2 separate regions of the Mus musculus genome follow, and region 1 is linked to region 2. A link is a contact called in public Hi-C data. All regions are on one chromosome and are shown on one strand. The core of a region is the stretch at or near the end of the contact, and the rest is flanking DNA. Distances in the headings are between cores, read along the strand shown. Region 1 has its middle 21 kb from the start of Gatb. Region 2 has its middle 74 kb from the start of Gm31096.

What was found. Hi-C and Micro-C count contacts between places; a contact is called where the count stands out from the background.
Region 1: a Hi-C map of liver shows a contact between it and region 2, with 2.8 times the contacts expected there. The contact joins two enhancer-like sites. A contact is called at or near these places in 14 of 484 Hi-C or Micro-C datasets (the 63-12 cell line, the N1E-115 cell line, cerebellar granule neurons and 8 more), 4 of 115 datasets of contacts at active chromatin or transcription factors (SST interneurons, embryonic stem cells, heart atrium and 1 more) and 1 of 9 other capture datasets (embryonic stem cells).

The regions. Positions count from the first base shown.
Region 1 is chr3:85,548,970-85,556,301 of GRCm38.p6, reverse strand. It overlaps Gm3740. Among named protein-coding and RNA genes, the nearest start is that of Gatb, 21 kb to the left of the region's middle. Within about 2 kb of position 4,826, at least 22 of the 459 cell types and tissues checked have an H3K27ac peak or open chromatin away from gene starts, as enhancers often do. A contact at or near this core is called in the N1E-115 cell line, heart atrium and liver, where this site is marked.
Region 2 is chr3:85,192,872-85,199,249 of GRCm38.p6, reverse strand. No RefSeq gene overlaps it. Among named protein-coding and RNA genes, the nearest start is that of Gm31096, 74 kb to the right of the region's middle. Within about 2 kb of position 4,084, at least 120 of the 459 cell types and tissues checked have an H3K27ac peak or open chromatin away from gene starts, as enhancers often do. A contact at or near this core is called in the N1E-115 cell line, heart atrium and liver, where this site is marked.

The DNA.
Region 1 (7,332 bases), core at 3,577-6,076, 360 kb before region 2:
GAAAGTAATATCTATTATCAGTGTTTCTATAAGAAATAGACTTATTGGTCTAGGGAAATGAGTCAATAGGTAAAAATGCTTACTTAGACATACAAACCTGAGATCAAACTGAGAGCACTCAGGAGAAAGCCAGATGTGATGACGCAGGCCTGTGATCCCAGCACTGCGGAGGGAGAGGCAGACAGATCCCTGGGATTACAGACAGCCAATCCAGCCAAATCAGTGAACTCCAGGTTCAGTGAGAGGCTCTACCTCCAAAAAAAAAAAAAAAAAAAAAAAAAAAAGGTGAATAATTGAGGAAGACACAATGCTGACCTTTCACTCCACCTGCACACAGATGAACACACACACACACTCCACAAGTCTAAAAATAAAAGATACTTACAGGGATAAAAATAAGTTTTGTCGCACAGTCAGCATTCAACAGATGGTAGTAATGATGAGTGGTTAGGGCTTGTGTCTCCAGAGCTGCCTGTCTAGGTTCTACCTCATGCTATCATTTATGAGCCATGTGATTCAAAAGCAAATCACTCAAACCCTCTGGGCTTGTCTCTTCTGTAAGATGCTATAGTAACAGTAGCCACCTTAGAGGACAGTTATGAATTCTAAATATGTCACCCAATAGAGAAATGTGTAGAATTGAGCCCTGGTGCATCAGCACTGCTCAATAAACATCAGTTTATTGTTATTAGCTATAAGACAACAAGGCAGCTATTCCAATCATGCATCAAGTTTTCATTTGGGGTACAAATAAAGCTGCAATCTAATCTTTGTCCTCTGTGTCTGTTTGGACGTCTATAACAAAGTATCTTAGACTAGGTAGTTTATAAACAAGATAACTATTATTCATAGCTCTAGAACCTTGGAAGTCCAGGACTATGGTACCAGTAGATCTAGTGACTGGAGAGGGGCAGTTTCTCACCAATGGTGCCTTCTATGACTTCTCAAAATATAGAAAGGCAGGTGAGTTCCCCAGGCCTCTTTAATACAGGGAATGACCACCTTTAAGTGATCAGAATTCTCATGACCTCTAGTAATCTCTCCTAACTGCTCATAATCTCTTAGCAGAGATTAGACTTCATTTTATTTAGGGTAAGGGAACACAGATAATGAAACCATAGCATGTATTCAATAGGTTTGTGCATAATAACAACACAGATTATCTTTCCTGATAACAGGTGGCTCATTAGCTAAAAGACCTCCAGTCCCAAGACCATAGGTGTTATGAAGGGGGAACCTTTGGTGGCCCATGCTGAGATGTGCCCCTGAGCAACAGACCTGGTGTAAAAGAGGTCTATAGGAGGAGGGGGAGGGGAGAGGACCTGGGGAAGGGATAGAGGCAGGCAAGTGAGAATATAGACAGGCAGATAGACGGGAACAGAGCCATGAGGACAGAGAAAGGGGACAGAGAGAGGGGCACACCCTAAGAACAAGAGAGGGAACACCAAGGACACACAGAGAGATAGAGTGGCAGCACACACCTGTCACACCTGGCAGTGGCCTCAGGTCATGGTGCTTAAGCTAGGTTCCTGAGGTCAGGCCAATGGAATCACCTATATGCTGCTAACAATAGATCTTTAAGCCAGGAGTAACGGGGCATTTGAAGACATTCTGTGCTTTGGTAGCTAGTTTTATGTCAACCTATCACAAGTAAAAGTCATCAGAGAGGGAGGAACCTAAGCTAAGAAAATGCATCTATAAGATTGGGCTGTAGGCAACCTTTAGAGCATTGTCTTAGTGATGGTGGAGTGCCCAGCCCAGCCCATTGTGAGTGGTGCCATCCCTCTGCTGGTGGTCCTGGGTACTAACTTCTGTCTTAATGTTCTATTTCTGTGAAGAGAAAGCATGAACGAGGCAACTCATAAAAGAATACACTTAATTGGGAACTTGCTTACAGGTTCAGAGAGGTAAACCCTCATCATCATGGTGAATGTGATGGCAGGCAGAGAGGCATGTGTTGGAGAAATAGCTGTGAGTGTACATCCTAACCTGGCAGTGGGGGTGGGAGGAGAGAAAAGCCTATGGGAGGGCATTCTCATTCAAACCACCACAGACTCAGAAACCATCACCTTACCACTAGCTGTAAAAATGAGTATGTACAACAGATATTGAACTTTGAAGTCACCCTGTCTTCAAACCAGGTACCTACTCCCACCCAATACCCAGAGTTATCTAGAGGCACCTGCTAAGCGTCTCAGCAGCCCGAACTCTACCCCATCTTAGGATCAGCACGCAGCTGCTGTACCTCAGGACTGGCAGCTTTAGATCCTAGCATGGTTCCCAGAGACTGAGAGGGCAGCAGTGCCCACACACTCTGTGACTAATTTTTGAAAGAATAACCTACTAATCAGCGTGGGAGGGAGCAGAACAGCGAATGTGCCTGTCTTCATATGGTATCACACATCATGTAATACAAATGTACTATCTAATTCAGCATGGTTTCTTCCCTCCCACACTCTCCCTGCGATGGCTTAGTGTTTATTTCTCTTCTGAGAACTTCTCAAAGGTGTGGACTAATTTTCACCACTGGCTATATGTGGATTGGATAGATGAACACACTCATCCATTCAACGCGTATTTGCTGAGTCATAAGCATCACTGTGGAGTTGTAGGAGAGCTTGAGACAGACGTGCCCTGTGATCCCACGGGGCTCCCTGTTTAGGAATGAGACAACAGACAGCTTCCAATAAGAAGCTGAATAAGGAGATCCCAGAGAGCAAGTGTGATAAACCCTCAGGAGCCTACTGAGGCAAATGTCTGTGGCACTTCCCTGTAAGGACAAAGCAGTGTGTCCTGTGTCCCCGAGTTTCATCTCTGTGCAGAAGGTCCCTACAGAGGAAAGGAGGGATCCAGACTGACCTGAAATGACCCAGTCCTCCCCCAACGCTCGAGCAGCAGCATGGCTTAACTGCATTAGTGTGTCCTGCCATTGTCTGGAGGTGACAAGACGTGGCCTCTCTAACCGATGGGTTTACAGGAGTATCCCAGCCAGTCTCTGCCCTGTGACTGTAAGTTTAAAGATACGAATCTCAGATTGTTTGAAGTTAAAAAAAAATCTCCATTCTTCTATTCCCTTTCTTTTCTTTCACTTTCTACACTAAGTAAGAAAGTGCCTCTTCCAGAAATGACCTGTATGAGCCCATCTTTCCCTGTAAGGAGAAAAATGAAAGCTGCCACTGCCTGAGTCCTGACAGTGGAAAGCCTGTTGTATTTGTAAAACATATGTATATGCAGGGAAATTATTTTTTTAAAAAGAATATATAATAAATGTATTTTGACTGCTTTATGTGCCTAAGTAATAAAAGAAAAACAAACTTAATTGATCTAAACCAAATGTGCCCCTTGATGCATGTAGAAACTCCCATGGAGATAATGGAAGGTTGTGTTTGGATTTCAGCATCATGTGTGTTATCCAAAGGCAGAGACTGGTATTTAGTACACGTGAATGTGTTCTGCATCCATATATTAGGTTTTTGTGTATGCCTGTGATTTCTGTATTTCTACTGATAGCCTGGGATGGAGAGGAGTGTTGAGAGCTGAGCTGACTGGCAGAAGCCATGTGAGTAGAGTAGAGGGCTAGGAGCATTTGTGCTCTCATTTCTCCTTGGTAAAAGGTCTCCGTGAGTATGCTTGGAAAAACATTTTAGGAATTTCCATGGTGGTGATAACTTCTAGTTCTCTGTGATTGTACCATGTGGGGCTGAAAAGGGGCAAATAGCAAATGCCCTTTGCTTCTCTGCTTAGCTTTGTTTATGAGCCTTGTTCTGTAGACATATGAGCTAAAGTAGGAGCAGAAATAATGAAGGTATGATAATAACTTTCTCACCAATATGATCAAATGCCTGGCTCAAAGGAGGAAGGCTTTACCTTGGTGTAAAGTGCCCCAGTCCTCTATGATGGGAAGGGCACAGCAAAGCAGAAATGCTTGGAGTGTAGAGTGTGGGGTGTTATATTTATATCATGAGAGATAAGAAGTAAGAGAGAGTGGATGGGATCAGGGACTTTCAAAGTAATGCCCCTGCCTAGTGACCTGCGTCTTCCAGGTAGGGCCTACCTCCTTAAGTTTACATCATCTCTCTAAAATAATGTCATCGGGTATAAGCCACGCATTCAGCACATGAGCCCGTGGGTAACACATTATATAACCATCTTCCTCATCTGTAAAACCAAGGTTCAGAATCCAAGAGAGGGAAGCACAGACACTGGGGACTGGGGGAGGGCGCCCCTTCAAACTTGTACTAAGTCTAATTTTGTCAAGTGAAATGATCAAAACAAATTACATATTTATTCTAGGCACCCATGGAAATGGTGAGGGCAAATTATTCCAACGCAATTACTCTTCAGAAAAGAGTTATTATTCAATTTCTACTCTTGCTCTTAATACTTCACTTATATTTATATCCCTAATGCTATCAGGACACATTAATCCAAGCAAGACACCAGCCAAGAATCTCAGCTATCATTTATATTTGGTATGCTTTTCTACATGCATTTACAACACCAATTAAAGCACATACATGCAGACAGACAGACAAACAGACCCACAATCACATGCTCCTCCCTCACCCACAGCAGAGCCATTTGTGACAGGCTAATTCCTAGTAGATTCTCAGTGGATTGGTTTCACAGCTTAGCTATTCATCGTCAGACAGGGAGTCTGTGTTCTCCCACCCCCGACCCCATGCACTTCCAGTTTGCAGAATGGTGCCAGACTGGCATCTTGTCTTGTGACTTGATAACAGATTCCATTAATAGTGCATCCAGTGGCCCTGACATCCAGTCCTGCTCAGCTGGGGGCATCTGGCAATTAGTGCCAGCCTGGAGAACTGCAAGGGCTGTGGAGCCAGTGCCAGGTCATACATAGAGGCTGACTGTGGTCCACAACCTCTGTATGCACAAGGAATTGCAAAAAGGGAGCTTTGAAATGAAATGAAAAAAAAAAGCTGAGGGAAGATATTGGGTCCAGACCTTCTTCATATTTGCCATCCCACTTTGTGAACTCTGCGGTGAAACAAAACTACCACTGTATCTCTAGGCTGGGCTGAAGCCTAGTTCAGTGGTCTATTTATTCCCCAGCACATGGCTGGGGCCCGGTGATTGTCATTATCATTATTAATGATGGTAATCATTGACAACATGGTAAACAACTTGAAAAGATCTAGCTTCCTGAAGGGGAAAAAAATGTAAGTCACTGTAAGAATGACTCTTTTACATGGGAATAAATAGCACATTTGTGTCTTGGTACTTTAAATTATGTCTTTGCTTGCCGAGGCTGGAGGGCATAGGGCTCAGTTTTAAACTCCAATAAATGAACAAATGGATTAGCGTTAGGCAAAGGGTGCATGTTGATCAAAACCAGCCATTTGGACTTTGGGTCCCTAATTACACATAGCCTTCCCACTTTCTGCCCCTGGTCATTCATTTCTGAATCTGCAGAGCTAGCCCTCCCCAGAAGAGGAGAGAATCACTTGCTAGTGCTGGGATTTTAGGTCATGGCAACTAAAATAGCTTTTTCTGCACAAAATCCCCCTCGCTAAAGCTGAAAATGTAAATATAAGGAAAGCAGGGGCAGAGAGGATCTGGAAACCCTTGACCCACCAGCCAGCTTTGCACACTCCAATAATATGAAAGCCAGAGCTAGATCACCACTCCCTGGAAACCCGAGTTAATTACTTTTTCCACAACACTTGCCAAAGATACCGCTCCGTGGTCTCATTGTGTCCCTTGGACCTGTATCAGGTAACATTTCTTCATGTAGCAAATGTGTTTACCTGGGTAAATAATTTCAATTAAACTGGGACTAAGGCTAAAAAAATATTGTTCAACAATGAAGAACAATTGCTCAATCCCTCCCCCCCCTTCTCTTTCTGTGGCTTACAGTGCTGTCTAAGACTGGAAGCAAAACTCAGACATGATCTATGGGGCTTGATGCATATTGCTTTTTGAAGTACTTTGACATGAATGTATTTGTGCAACCGAACTCATTTGTTTTAAGAGATGGCAGCCTTAGATTTTTACCTAGAAAAAATCCTTTAGAATTCTAAATATTCATCCGGGGTCTGCATTTGGTTTTGGAACTTAGTAGAAAAAGATATGAATCCATGTCAACTAAGAAAGCCCTTCTTGAAAAATCAGCTCAGTGGACAGTGTCATCGCGGTGAAAGCAATAATAATAAAGATGATACGGTCTCCTTAGAAAGCAGACCGAGAGTTTCCAGGCCCCTGTTTGTGCAGGACACCAGGAGCTGCACCACATCGCCACTCTGTGAATTCTCATTGCTCCCCCACAGCTCATTTCCCAAGCCTTCTTTTTTTAATGCCCTAAAAGCAACCTGCACACACTTAGAGAACACTGTACCCTGTTTTCAAGCCTTGACACTGATTCTTCATCTTAGACAGCTATGCAACTGGAAAACTTCCTCTCCTGCACTTTGAGATTGAGTTTCATCTTTGTCTACCACATGCCCATCTCCTTCTAGGGCCTTCTAAGCAAAGAGTTTGACTACAGTATGCATGGGATATTTTTTTTTTCTAGGGCTCAGCTTTGTTTTGGCAAAGCTTGCCACTTCTGAGCAGCTATTGCCTCCAACCACTTCTGAACCACTCCACAGAGAAAAGAGCATGCCACTGTCTAGGCAAGGAGCCTTCCCTGCGCTGTGTGAATGCCCTGTTGAGGCCCCTCTTACAGCGTATTTGTAGTTCCTGAAAGTTACCACTTTAAAAAAAATGTGACCATCTTAGTTACTTTTCTATTGCCATGATAAAACACCATGACCAAGGCCGCTTATAAACAAAGAGTTCACGGGGGCTTTCTTTCAGCTCTAGAGGGTTAGAGACAGTCCATCATGAGGAGCCCAGAAACAGACAGACAGGCCTGACATTGCAGCAGTAGCTGAGTCAAAGTCTACCCCCCAGTGACACACCCCTCCAACAAGGCCATGCCTCCAAATCCTTCCCAAACAGTTCCATGAACTGCAGATCAAGCATTACAATATGTGAACCTATGGGTGGGAGGCATTTTTATTCAAGCCATCTTGGTGACATAAAAGGGTAACCAAAAAATGACAGATTGGTTCCTATAAAGATTTTGAGGGGCACTCTGCTGCAGGTCTCTTTCCTAGCTTCTGGTGGTGGCCAAAAATCTTTGGTATCTATTTTCTTAAGGCAATATGGGTCAGTTAACTGTCCATTACTGTGACTAAACATCTGAGATAATCATGTACAGAGAGAAAGGTTTATACTGGCACATAGTGCTGGGGGTTCGGTTCATGGCCAGCAACCATGTGGAGGAAAAAGGGGGTGAAGTAAGGTTACATCGGCAGAGATGGAAAA
Region 2 (6,378 bases), core at 2,835-5,334:
GCATTATGGGTTCTTTGGAAAGCCAGATGCGTTGGATGGTGTTGTGCTGTGGCAGACACAGGTGAAAGGATGTTTTGCTGAAGTAAGTACGTGAAAGGACGCATGTATTGGTTCACTTTACATTGTGTTGCTGAGGTCCTTTTGTTGTGACTACATAGAGAGAAACGCACCAAAAACAAACAAACAAACAAACAAACAAAAAACCAAAACCAAACAAACAAACAAAAACTTCTGGTGGTGCTGTGGTGACTTGTAGCTCCTTCTGAGAACTCAGGCAGATTCAGACTCACATTGAGTTTTGCTAAGACAGACTCACGTGGTAAGGCAAGACCCGTGAGTAGACACATGATGTTTGAAGGGAGTATAATGACCCAGTGAAGAGTAAGGGGGCTTGCATAGCCAGCTTTGCAATGCTTCTTGGTCTCATGTCTTTGTCTTTGCTGATCTTCATTTTGTTGATGGCAGAGAACTTCTCCTGGTGTCCTTGCTGGTCTTGGTCCCTCCTGCTGACTCATGATGATTCAGTGGAGGCCTGGCTGTCTCTGCTAGGTTGTGTCACACTGCTGATTTGTGTTTGCTAACCCAACACTACGGAACGCATTGTATTTTTGTGAAATGTTTGTGAGTGGATCAAGCTGCCGCTGTTGATTTTCTGTCAACTGAACTGCTGATTTCCTGACAACACAGACTAGATTTGCTCCAAGGAACAATTCTAAACAGGTTCACTTTCCCTGTATCCTAATAACCCTTCTTTTCCACTACCTCTGGTGGGTGGTGGGCTAGAAGAGAGGTTAAAACTTTTAAGAACCATTATTAAAAATAGGGTTTGAAAAAAAACTAAGCTACAGGCATTTTGTTTTTTTTTTCCTTTTAAAAAAGGTTATTTTCATTGTGTGTATATGAGTGTTTTGCTTGCATATATGTACCATGTACATACGTAGTGTGTGTGGAAGCCAGAAGAAGGCATTGGCTCCTGGAGGAGGCATGGAGGTCCCTGTACACTAGAGGAACCAGGAATGTTAAACACACAGGTTTGTTTCTGCAAAAGAAGGGATGCATAGCTTTTTATCTGCCCAGAAGACTAAGAGCCAGGATGGTTAATAGCATGGTGGCCTTTGCATTGTCCATGTGGCTCCCAGACCCTTAGGGTGAGCTTGTTTTTCTTCTCATCATCAGTCTAAAGACCCCGTCTTTATGGAAGGCATCACAGGTAGTTCACAAAGTTTCAATGTAGTCACAGCTGCTTTTTAGTTAGTTTACGTTGTGCTTTATTGTGAACACAAGATTGAGTTAATTATCACCAGGAAGTTTTCACCAAAATATACTATGCTTAAGTGTATCTAAAATAAACTACTCGGGGGTCAGATTTTCGAAGTTTGAGCCAACACTGGCCACTTAGTTGTGTTGAACAGAACTACCTTCTTGTCTCCTGTGGATCATTGCTCCGATGGCCATGGTGGTCACACAAACTTCTCCCCTCATTCCCTGCAAATGCTGTTGACCACTGAACCATCTCTCTCTAGCCCTATGAGGTATTTTCTTAATTGCTAATTGGCAAGCCACTGTGAGCCTTTTCACCACTGGCCAGGTGGTCCTGGGTTGTGTAAGACAGCAGGCTGGGTAAGCCTCAAGAACAAGCCAGTGAGCAGCTCCTCCATGGCTCCTGCTCCTGCTTCCCCTCCCGCTCCTGTCCTGTCCTGATTGCCCTCAGTGACTGCGACTGGGATGTGTAAGCCAACTAAACCTTTTCCTCTCCCCGAGTTGGTTTTGGTCACTGTCACAGCAATGAAAAACCAATGGGGACACTCCCCAACTCAAGTGCCAGTTAGGAAGATAAAGTGGGTGTAGAAAGTTCTTGGAAAACAGCCTTGCGCATTGTAATGGTCATATCAGGGTTCAAGGTCCCTTATAATCTTTGTTACTAGCTCAGACGGTAGTCTGGTGCTTTGCCAGGCCAGGGCTCTACCTGCGGCCTGAAAGGCTGGCCCCAGAGCTGAAGCTGGCAAAGCAACCACTGCATGGCGAGTGCTGCTTATGCTTAAGGAATTGATTTTCTTTTTTTTTTTTTTAAATAATGTAAGCTTCTCATATTACCTCTAACTCAGTGGTTCTCACCCTTCCTAATGCTGACACTCTTTAATGCAGTTCCTCATGATGTGGTGACCCTCAGCCACAAAATTACTTCCATTGCTACTTCCTAACTGTAAGTTTGCTACTGTTGTGAACCGTAATGTAAATATCTGATATACAGGATACCTGATACTCAACCCCTGAGAAAGAGGCATTCGACCTCCAAACGGGTTGTGACCCACAGGTTGAGAAGCATAGGGATAAAGGATTCAGAAGATACAAAAGAAATCGGAACAAAATCAAATCCCTGCTAGAAATGATCTGTTGATGTGAGGTTTCTCCTCCAACTCTGCCTGCCCAAGCCAAATCAAACAAACAAAAAACTTTGAACCTTGACCACCTCTGTTCAATTTTTAGAACATTCTGAATAAACCTTTATAACCATGCCCAAATATGTACTGCTTTTATCCTACATGAGTAGGTAGCGGGGTATCTCTAGGGGTACTGAAAAAACTGTGACTGAAAGACTATTTTGAGCCTGGTGTGGTGTCATACACCTTTGATGCCACACTTGGAAGACAGAAGCAGGTGGATTCCTCTGAGTTTGAGACTAGCCTGGTTCTCATAGCAAGTTCCAGGTTAGCCAAAGCTATACACTGAGACCCTGTATAAATACATACATACATAAATACATATACATATATAAATTAATAAACAGATGAATAATTATTAATAAGTCTGAATGTTAATTTTAATAAGTTAACTGCTGTTCGGTATTTGTAGCAGGTTTCTGATTCCAAGCACAGTGACATGATATTTGCTAATAGAGACCTAAGATCACTTAGTATATCCACCAACTAGCATAAAGTGATAGCCAAGGATATACTCCAGAGAGTTGTCAACACACTACTGGCTTGCTCAGACTGACCTATCGGCTGCACTGAGGCCCCTTCTCCCTTCTCCCCTCCCTGACCACCAGGCACAGCTGAGCACCAGGCCAAAGCCAGAGCTGAAAGAAGTGAAGCCTCTGAAAAGGCTGCCCCACAGAAGTTATATTAGGCACTGGGCAGGCTTAAGGAGCAGTCCCAGTAATGGGTGAGATGTAAATGATAATAGTTAAGGCTCAGCAAAAAATACTTATATTTCTTTCTATACTACAATATCCTATATACTATGATATATTATCATATATTCACTAAAAAAAATCTATGATCTATTATTTACAAAAAAACCAATTTCACTTTCAGTTTTGTTTAAATATATATATATATATATATATATATATATATATATATATATATTCCACTTTAAAGGTGATACATGGTTACTTCTAAGAATGTGCACAATAGACTAGAATCTAAGTAGAAGAAGATTGACAAGTTCTAGGCCAGCCTGGGCTACATAGCAAGATCACGTCTCAAAATAAACAAATACACAAAGTGTACAATATAGAGTTGTATAGAGACGAGAAAAATCACCTGTAACCTTGTAGCCCAGACACTGTGACAGATCCTCCCATGTTTCTTTCTAGTCTTTCCTCTCTCTGTGCACAAATGTTTTCTTTTTTCTAAATATATTTATTTGTATGCAGGCTGAGATTGTTCTAGCCTGATTCTGTCACTTCACCTTATATTGTAAACTTTTTTTTCCTGCATTGCATCATGTAGAGTCCTAGCAGAAACTACATTTTGTTTTCTGTTGGTCTCCTGAGGCACAGCTGAGGGACGGAGAACTGCCGAAAGGAACCCTGGGAAGCTTCCCGTGGCTAACCCCGAGGGTGGAGAAGGAGAGCAGTTCCTGGAGCCCTGTGGGGCTCAGGAGTGAGGAAAGGTTGTTAACAAAATCTCAACTGTTCAATTTACCAGATGCTGGTGTGAAAGCCTGCTAGCTCGGAGAGGCAGAGAAAGCACCCAGCTGACCTTCTTCCTCAGCCGACCTCCCAACGGCAGAGCAAGCTCTCCTTCTTCACATTGTCTCCAAAACCCTTCAAACTGAATGGCCCTCCCTTCTACTTCCTGTGTGCCTCTCTATCCGCCCTCCTGACTTCCTCTCACACTCTGTGGTTCTTTTCCTGTGTTTACTCCCTGTCAGCTGGTTGCTTGCTCTGACCTATGGCTGGTGTTATTTAATCATGTTTACAATAAACAAAAAGCTCTTGGATTAAAGGCATGTGACACAGCACAACTAAAAACAGGTTTTTCCAGTAAACAGCATACTCTCAGAGTTCCCAGTGTGATCAAATATTCTGCAACAGCGAGTCCTGGTAGAATCCACAGCCATGAGTGGAAAAGCAGCCGGGAATGAGGAGCCTAACTTTTTTGCCTCCTTGCTGGGCCCCTCATTGGAAAAACTAAAAATGGAGGTCAGAGGGTTGAGTTCTGGAGAGTGGGGAATGATCTAAAATGGCAAAAGAGAGATTTAGATTGCGTCCCAAGGACCTATGAGTTGAAAGTTTTGTCCCAACTTGGCACTATTGGGAGATGGTAGAAACCTTTAGAGGTGGGGCCCATCAGGATCTAGTCATTGACCTATGTGAGGCAGGGGAGAAAAGGGGATGATTATGGGAACATGTGAAAGGGAGGGAGCCCCTTACTCTGGGAATCTAATCAAAGACTCTCTGGGAGTCAAGCATTTCGGCACAACTAGCATCTGTTGTAAGCGTACTGGCATAGAGACCATATTCCTTTCGTAGAGAGATATTTTAAAGTAAGAATGTTAAAATAGCAATGAACTGTGCATAGGGCCTTAGTATATATGACCTTGAGTTTGCCCTGCATCCTTCCCATACATCTCCCGAGAATCTCACAAACTAGATTATTGACGTTTGATTATGAATGAAACGTCTTCACTTCCTGGAGCCGTCCTCGGGTGGCACCTTATCAGCTGTAACCCCAGTGCACTCAGGAGCCAGCCTAAGATCTCATTTAAATTCCATAGCAGACCATCTCTGTCACTGGTGGTCTGAGGTCAGGATGGGGTTGGGTGTTTCCAAGTTCTCAGCCTCTTTCCCAGAAAACTGAAAATAAGGGCTACACAGATTTACAAAAGGAGCAAGAGAACTTTATTTGAGGGACACACTGTCAAGATTGACAGCAGGCCACATGAATGAAGGTACCCAGAACCCCAGGCTTTTTATGGAATCTAAGGCAGGAGAAGCTGTGGTCAGAGAGTCCTCTATTTTGATTGATAGATTAATTTATATATTCATTTATCTGTGAATGTCCCTCCCCATAATGTATCTCATTTTAACCACATGTATGCCTAACTATACATGCATAGGCATAATGTGGTAAAAGTAGAGGTTCTGCCCTAGAAATTCACTTAAATAGGCTGGACATGCCCTTTAATTCTTTAACATTTAGGATACATTGTGGGTACTCTTGAATAGAAACCATCTAATTCGATCATTTTAGAGGAACTTAGGGGACTGTTCAGAGAGAGGTATATGTAGTCCAATGCATATAAGGGTTAAAGAGGTTCTGAGCTTGCTAGATGCCTTATTGGGAAGGGTGTATGGGTATAATATGTGCAGGGAAAGGAACTAGACTGTCGGGTGCTTTATTACAAGAAGGGGAGAGCGGTGTACACAGCTAAAACCAACAGAGTTCCACATCCCTAAACATCTCCTATACTTGCCTGCCTCACAATTTCAGAACCCCCAAACTTATATAAATGGCTATTTATATAAAGATAACTACCTAAGCACAGCCCTCTCGTGGGTGTGGCCTATCCTTTCCCTAAATACTTCCCTTCCCTCAAGCTCAGATATGCATTAAAATCTCTCTAATATCTGCTAATTTGCTTCATATCCATCCATCTTGAAATTCTTTTCTTCGGTGAAGCCATTAATTCAGTCCTTACCCGAGTGAAGGTAGCTTAGGTTTTCTGTTGCCATGATAAAACACCATGACCAAAAGCAACTCGGCGAGGAAAGAGGTTATTTCAGCTTTTTGTTGTACTCTACCACATAGGGAAACCAGGGCAGGAAGCTGGAGGCAGGAAGGGAAGCCGAAGCTATGGAAGAACACTGCTTAACAACTTGCTCTTCATGGCTTTCTCAGAATGTTTTCTTATACCACCCAGGGCAACCTGCCCAGGTTTGGTACCTTCCACAGTGAGCTGAGCCTTCCCACGTCAATCAATATTCAGGAAAATGCTCCAAAGGCTTGCTAAAGGCCAACCTTGTGAAGGCATTTTCTCAGTTGGGGGTCCCTCCTTTTAGATGACTATAGCTCGTGTCAAACTGACACAAGCCAAGCTAGCACAGGAGGTCTCTGAGAAGAACTCCTTATACTGTTGCTGTTGTAG